Linked DNA regions of Mus musculus: region 1 is linked to region 2. The links are chromatin contacts, called in public ChIA-PET maps. All regions are on one chromosome and are shown on one strand. Each heading gives the region's core, a stretch centred on a gene start, on an enhancer-like site or on the middle of the called end of the contact. The rest is flanking DNA. Distances are from core to core; before and after follow the strand shown.

Region 1 (3,614 bases), core at 965-3,464, 140 kb after region 2:
GTTTCCACATTACTCAAGTTGAAGAAAACTTGAAAGGACTCGTTTTTTAGCAACCTCCCTGGTGTTATTTATTTATTTTGTCACAGATATTAAGTCTTGTTTGCTTTTCATTTTCAGTAATAAAAATTGTACACATGTAATGTTGGAGCTGTGGTCATGGCCAGGTCCTGGGTCTGAGGAGGGGACTGACATATGGCCATGGACACGAACACAGGAACCTGATGAAGGCGAGGGACAGACCCACAGGAGACATTTGAGATGTGGTGGGGGTGAGGATAGGGAAACAGTGGTTTGGGAGGGGCTCTCATTTGCTTTGGAGAATTTGGTCTTAACTAGTTGTTAGTGGGGTTATTGATCAGTACATGGTTCTTGGAAGTGTGGCTAAACTGTCAGCACACCTGTCATTCTCCATGGTGACCTCAGGCCAGCTCTATAGCCCATCTGCTCTCAAAGCCTGACCTTCTTCCCAGAAGTTGGCTTCACTGAACTGACCCTGTAGTTGTTCCTGGGTCTCAAAGCAGCCACCTCAAATCTGGAGAAGGGCAGAACCTTAGGAAGCACTCTGCCCCCAACCCTCCATGAATCCTCCAGCTGGACTTCTCTATGGTCTTTTTGGCCAGTCATAGTGCACACATCTGAACTTGGAGATTTGGCTGCGCAGACCTCTCAATAGGAAAGGGTTTGGACCCAAACTGAAGATCCGTGGGGTATGGAGGCATTGCATCAGCTGTTTGCAGAGCAGACCTGCTCCTGAACTGGCCTCCATGGCACAGGGTGAACTGACCGGACACACCAAGTGGGTCCTTTTGGGTAATAACATAACTGGCAGAACTGGGGGCAGGAAGGACCCCACTCCGCCAGTTTCTGTGAGTCATCAGAAGATAACTAAGCAGTAATCTCTACCTTCAGGGCCAGGTGGGTCCTTTAACAACTGCAGCAGTCCCAGGGTGCTCGGAGCGTGGTAAGGATTTAGATAATCTGAGGTCCTTTTTCCTCTTCCCAGGGCCTACAGCTGCTGCTTAGCTCTCACTGGTAGTTGTCCTGGGGAATGTGGATACAAGTGTTCCAGAATTTTCAGTTTTTCAAATGGCAAGCACAGTATTTTTAATGTGGAATGGCTGGCATGGTGGTATCAAACCAAGCTTATCTACCAGGAGGGATGTGAGCCATCCACATAGTAGGCACAGGCCCTTGGCTCCCAAACAATTCTCCAGGATGTTTCTGCTCTGAACAGTAGCTCTGGGTACTAATGGAAAAGGTTGGTGGTTCCTTGGGGAGGGCAAAGGACCAGGATTGAGCTTCACAAGTTACTGTCCTTAGGTCCATGATATTCCCAAGAGATGGCCTCTATCATCTGCAAGTTCCCTGGATTGCGCGTAACTATAAGAAGCTGCAGAGTGGGGGTGGGGTGGGGAGTTCTGGAGGAATGATGCTCACTTAGGATAGACAGCTGGGCTCTGTTTTATTCACACTGTGAAATCTCTGGCTTGGCCTTTGCCTAGAGAGTGGGCGGGGGGGGGCATCACCTGAAATATACATAGGATTGTATGTGTGTGTATTATGTTCTGTGTTGCCATAGACACCTAGGTCACAGCATGAATGCAATTATAATGTACTGTGGCCATCCTGTACATATAAGCCCCATGTTTGTCCCCCTACACCCAAGATGGCTTTGGTTTTTATACAGTGAGCTGGGTTGGTCACCAGTCATTAGTTAATGCCGTTCTCTGGCAAGGAACAGTCCAAGCACATACCATGAAGGGGAGTTGGGTGTGGCCCTGCTGTAATAGTTAAAATAGGACCTGCATGCTGTGGTGGGGCTCAAACTGTACTGCCATGCATGTGAGGAACCGAAGAGGGAGAGGGGGAAGGAAGGAAAGGGCCTGTCTGTCTGTCTGTCTGTCTGTCCCCTACTGCCATACAGCACTTTCCAACAGACCTGCACACATGGAGGCATCAAATCATAACTGCCATGGTGCACTTTCAGAGTCTGCATCAGAAGCCCCAGTAGGGAACAGCCACGGGCTTTCCCAGCAGCCTCTCTGCCTTCTGAGGCATTCTTCCTCCCACAGCCCTGGAAGTCATATTTCCTGCCCTGTCCTGGGCTTTAGCGAGTGACACCGAGGCAGTAGCACGGACCACTCGCAGAAGGGCAGAAGAACCCCACTTGGTTTTCTGTTCTCTCCTCACTCCTTTTAACTTTGCTCTTGCAGCATGATGTGGGCCCCTGAAGCCACAAGCACTTCCGCCTTGCTTGACTCTATTGCTAAGCACGGTGCAGACCCCAGTGTGACCCCACCGCCCGCCTGCCGCCTTGCCTGCCCGCCGCCTGCCTGTCCCTCCCTTCTCCCTATGGGGTTATCTAGAAGTTTCTCCTTAGACTCATATTTTCTATTCTAATTGGCTCAAATGTTTCTGTCTTGGCAGCAAACCTTCCCAGTAAGACTTTTTACTCCAAGTTCGCAGTACCTGGCAAGAATCAGTGAAATCTTTAGCATGTGGAAATGCAAAGTTGATTCACAGATGCCTTGAAAAACGATTTGACCTAAACACACACACACACACACACACACACAAAACAACAACAACAACAACAACAAAAAACAAAACCCAAACCCTTATATTGGTGTTACACAATCTGTGTTCCAGGATGCATGCGATATTTATTATATGTGTGTTTCTGATGTGTGTTTCTGTACAGTTTCTCACACTCAAAGTCTTCAATGTTGGCTACAGATTAGCTTAATTCCTCTTGCAAATGGGTCCTGGTTTTTGTTGTTGTTTTGGAGTTTTTTGTTTTTGTTTTAAGAAAAAAAAACCTGGTATCTTTGCTGACTATGCAATCACTAAGAAAGGACTCTTGGGTAGGCAAGAAAATGGGGTACTCACATGCAGAACCAGAGACCTGTATAAATTGCCACAGACACAGTCCTTAAACAGAAATTGTATCACAACCTCCCTTAAGGAGATTTGGTATAAGGATAACACCAGACTTGGATAATTTTTTTAAAAATGTATGAAAGAATATATTTTAAATAATGAAATCTCTACTATAAAGAAAATTCTGCTGAATAAATGTTGCAGAATTTCCTGGATTTGAGATGCACTTGTGCTATACCTGAGGTCCATTCAGGGGTGGAGGTGTTGGTGAGAGAATCTCTCTGTCCTACCTCATTTTTGTAACTTCTTGTGAATCAGGGATGGTTCTAAAGTGGGAAATCACACTAATAGTATAAGGTGAGGAAAATATAAAACATGGTATATTATCATCAGGAACATATCTCACAGGTGGAAAATCCCACCTTAGCTGCATGCTTAGCTAAGGTATCTGCCCCATCTTGGCCACCTGTTATTTTGTCTGATACAGTATTGGATCTAGAGACTGTAGCCCCCAAATCTTAGTGGCTGAGAACTTCTATAAAGGATCAGTCTTGACTGCCTACTACATTGGACTTGAGAAGCATCTGGAAGATTATCAAAACACACCTGGGTGTGGCTGTAAGCGGTAACCAAGAGTGACAACCCTTGAATGTACCGTCTCCAGGCCAGGAGCCTGGACAGACTGACAGAAAGAAAGGAGACATATCCCTGCCAGACCCTTGAATATATCCTCT
Region 2 (3,390 bases), core at 673-3,172:
TGGAGATCTGTGCAACACTGTGGAGAAAACAACCCATCTCTCTGGATCACATTAGAACCATGCCGTAGCTGGGAGTACGGGAGGAGCCTGGAGGTAGGTAGCACCTCGGTGAGATCTTGCAGGAAGGCTCAGGGTGGGAGCTGTACTGAATGGGCATGGCTAGAGTTGAAAGCCTTTGCTAATGTTCATGTAACTTGGCCTAATAGAGGGCAGAGCTAAGAGAGGTAGTGGGTTCCTATGTCAGTGTCCTAAACATGCATGGTGTGTGTTTTGCTAAAACTAGAGAGAAATTCAACAGATGCATACTCTTTTAACACGTGTCAAGTGAGCTCACCATTCATCTGTTCTCAGAGAGCAGCGTGGGAGAGTTGAAATTCGTGGCTCATCTCTCATTAGTTGTCTTTTTAGAGAAAGCACGGTCTCAGTGAACATTAAGCTGCTTGGGCTGTATTATTCCTTTTCCGAGAGAGAGAGAGAGAGAGAGAGAGAGAGAGAGAGAGAGAGAGAGAGAAGAGAATGGTAGGGGGAGAGGGAGAAGAGAGCAGAATACCAGGACTTGCTCTGTGGGTGAGAATTCTGGTGGGATGATGGTTTTAGCGTAGATGGTCCTGGGATGGGAGATTGGGGTAAGGGTACATCTGTGTCAACTATGGCGTGGAACCTTCCCAGGACCAACCACCAGAGGGCAGCAAAGACCAATTTGCGGATTGTTTCCTGACTGCTTATTTGCTTTGCTTTGGGTGTCAGAAGTGGCTGGAATTTTGCCGTTGTCAGCGGTTTATTCGGCTTCTTATCAACCACAAGTGCTGACTTTAAAAGGGCAATGGTCACTGTGAGAGTGGGGGAGCCTCAGCTGTGTGATTGCTGGGCTCAAGATCAAGCTTGTAAATAAGCTATGGTTATTTTGATGACTCCAGGGCATAATTTGACTCATAAATGTCTCCTAAAATCAAATGAACCCAACAAAACCAAAGCCCGTTGTATCACTTTGGATGGGTATAAAAATGCTTACACATTGTCGTGTTGACTCTATGGCAATTGCTTATGTTTTTACAACAGAAACGTAAACATTTATCTTTATTTTGAGTCAGGGTCTTGCAATGTATCTCTGCCTGGCTTTGAACTCCCCTTATAGACCAGGTTGGCCTCTAACTCAGAGAGATATCCCTGCCTCTTCAGGCCAGTTACTGGGATTAAAGACATATATACCGCAATATTTATCTTTTAAAAGATTAATCTGCCGCACTTTCCTCCAAAGTGAGGAGCCAGAGCTCAGTACAGCTAGAGATAAGCTTGTGTGTTGAAAGTGTGTGGAAGAACTACCGTTTTGAGCGCAGTTCCTTTTATATGGGCCCAATTTGTTCCCTTTCAGCACTGCGATGATGATAGAGATGACCTGGTGCATACCCCACAGAGACTCAGAGTGTACCAAAGAAACTAGACCATTGAAAGGGAGCATCCAGGGTTACCCTGGCAAGGGGACAGGGGCAGGTGGTGGTCGGGATCCAGGGCTAGCACCTTATAGAAGGAAAGCCCTAGGGTATTGTGGGTTGGAAGGGACCTCGGAGATTGTGTTCTATACTAAGCCCCACTGCTCTCCATGGTTGGGATTGAATCTAAGAATTCCTACATGAAGAATACAAACTCGGTCGCTCAGCTGCGCCCCACCCCCTCTTTTATAGAAATATTTCCGAGTAAGGCCTCTTGATCCCTGGCAGAGTGACCTAGAGTTGGCATGCAGCCCATCTTTCTTGAGTCACACAGCTAGGTCGTGCTTACAGATAGATGGACACTCTCAGCGCCTGTGGTAGGAGTGGAGTTTTTCAGTGCTGAAGGAGAGGGAAGTCCTTGGGCGTTCCTCCCTGTTTGATGTGGCATAGGGAACTTTAGCTGCTGTGACTGTGCCAGCAGTTCAAGGATCAGCACTGCTTGTCAGTGAGTCATCAGAGGCCAAACAGGCCTCTGGGAACCCAGCCTTCTGAGGCTCCAGGTACAGCCACGGCAGCCATGGGGACTGGGACACATGGCTGTGGACTGTTTTTCAGATGTTCCTTGCTTGGGTCCTGCTAGGAAGGAAGCTGGCCTTCCTCAGCTCTGTGGCCCACTTACTTGGGACAGAGGGTATCTGGGCTACAGCTGTAGGGAGCTGCATTGTTTCATGGAGACTGTCACCTGTCACTGGGAATCATCGTCTGTGCCACCTGGAAGGTTGGACAATGACAACCGATGGCTGGCAGGTTTTCCTCAGTGTTTCTGCCTGAAGCCATTTCCATGTAAGATGGTCCCTGTGAAGGGGACTGTCCCTTTTCTTCACATTTCACTCTGTCATGTTTCTGTCCCTTGCTTTAGTAGATTCACAGAGAAAGGGATTGAAAGAGAAAAGCCACAACTGTGGCTGGCTTTTGTTGAGAGCTTCCTGTTAAGGGACAGCATTTGAAGCATGCTATGAGCAATCACAGTTCATCTCGGCAGTCCTGTAAGGTGGATATTCTCATGAGTCTTGTATTTAGTTGAGAAATGTTGTGATCTAAAACAACATAGCAGTTTGTCCAGGGTTTGTCAGGGCTCACAGTTCACTAGGGTCCAGTTCTTACCGTGCAGGCAGGGTAGTTTTCAGGTGATAAGTCTTTGAGTGTCTTGCATAAGCCCTAGCCACAGCTGCTCCTGGATCACTGTGTGGTATACAGTCATGTTTGCTTTGATTAACTGAGCTTAACCAAAGATTTAAAAATTGTCTACATTGAAAGTCATAGAGATTCTACCCAAACTGGAATTTGTCAGATGTCAGCTGGCTAGTGGCAGGGCCAGAATCTAGGCCTCCACCCCATCTAGTGGCTCTATAGTAGGCTGCTGGCTTTTTCTAAGAGTAGTACCTTTCCGTGGTCCCAAGCATCTGTGTGCCAGGAGGGCTAATGAAGGGCTGAGGCCCGAGGCTTCTTCATACAGATGTTCTTTTATGGGGAAAGGAGCCATTTATGGCAAACATTTATGGAAGGTGTCCAGAGGAATTTTAAAAAACTCAATCCACTGTAATAATTTTCTTTCTTTTTTTCTGTTTGTTTGTTTATTTGTTTTTCAAGACAGGGTTTCTCTGTGTAGCCCTGGCTGTCCTGGAACTCACTTTGTAGACCAGGCTGGCCTTGAACTCAGAAATCCACCTGCCTCTGCCTCCCAAGTGCTGGGACTAAAGGCATGCGCCACCACTGCCCGGCTTGTAATAATTTTCTATGCCTAGTCTACAATAAACTTTAATAGGTCAAAAAAGGTTTATCTCTCATTATAGATATTTAAAAATTCCCTGGGCCTTTTTAGTCAGACACCACAAAACTCTGAGGGGAGGAGCAAGATGAGAGTCTATGACTTGTTTGTGTTTCTGAATTTCTTGGTTTA

What was found. ChIA-PET counts read pairs in DNA pulled down with a chosen protein or histone mark.
Region 1: a contact with region 2 is called in an RNA polymerase II ChIA-PET map of memory CD8 T cells, with 11 read pairs. The contact joins two enhancer-like sites. A contact is called at or near these places in 3 of 39 promoter capture datasets (embryonic stem cells, liver and second pharyngeal arch cranial neural crest), 6 of 484 Hi-C or Micro-C datasets (CD4 T cells, conventional dendritic cells, granulosa cells and 3 more) and 2 of 115 datasets of contacts at active chromatin or transcription factors (CD8 T cells and memory CD8 T cells).

The regions. Positions count from the first base shown.
Region 1 is chr2:128,025,752-128,029,365 of GRCm38.p6, forward strand. All of the region lies in intron 12 of Acoxl (acyl-Coenzyme A oxidase-like), which reads left to right. Among named protein-coding and RNA genes, the nearest start is that of Bcl2l11, 98 kb to the right of the region's middle. Within about 2 kb of position 2,215, at least 14 of the 459 cell types and tissues checked have an H3K27ac peak or open chromatin away from gene starts, as enhancers often do. A contact at or near this core is called in CD8 T cells and memory CD8 T cells, where this site is marked.
Region 2 is chr2:127,888,904-127,892,293 of GRCm38.p6, forward strand. The region is part of intron 8 of Acoxl (acyl-Coenzyme A oxidase-like); the gene reads left to right. Among named protein-coding and RNA genes, the nearest start is that of Acoxl, 36 kb to the left of the region's middle. Within about 2 kb of position 1,923, at least 43 of the 459 cell types and tissues checked have an H3K27ac peak or open chromatin away from gene starts, as enhancers often do. A contact at or near this core is called in CD8 T cells and memory CD8 T cells, where this site is marked.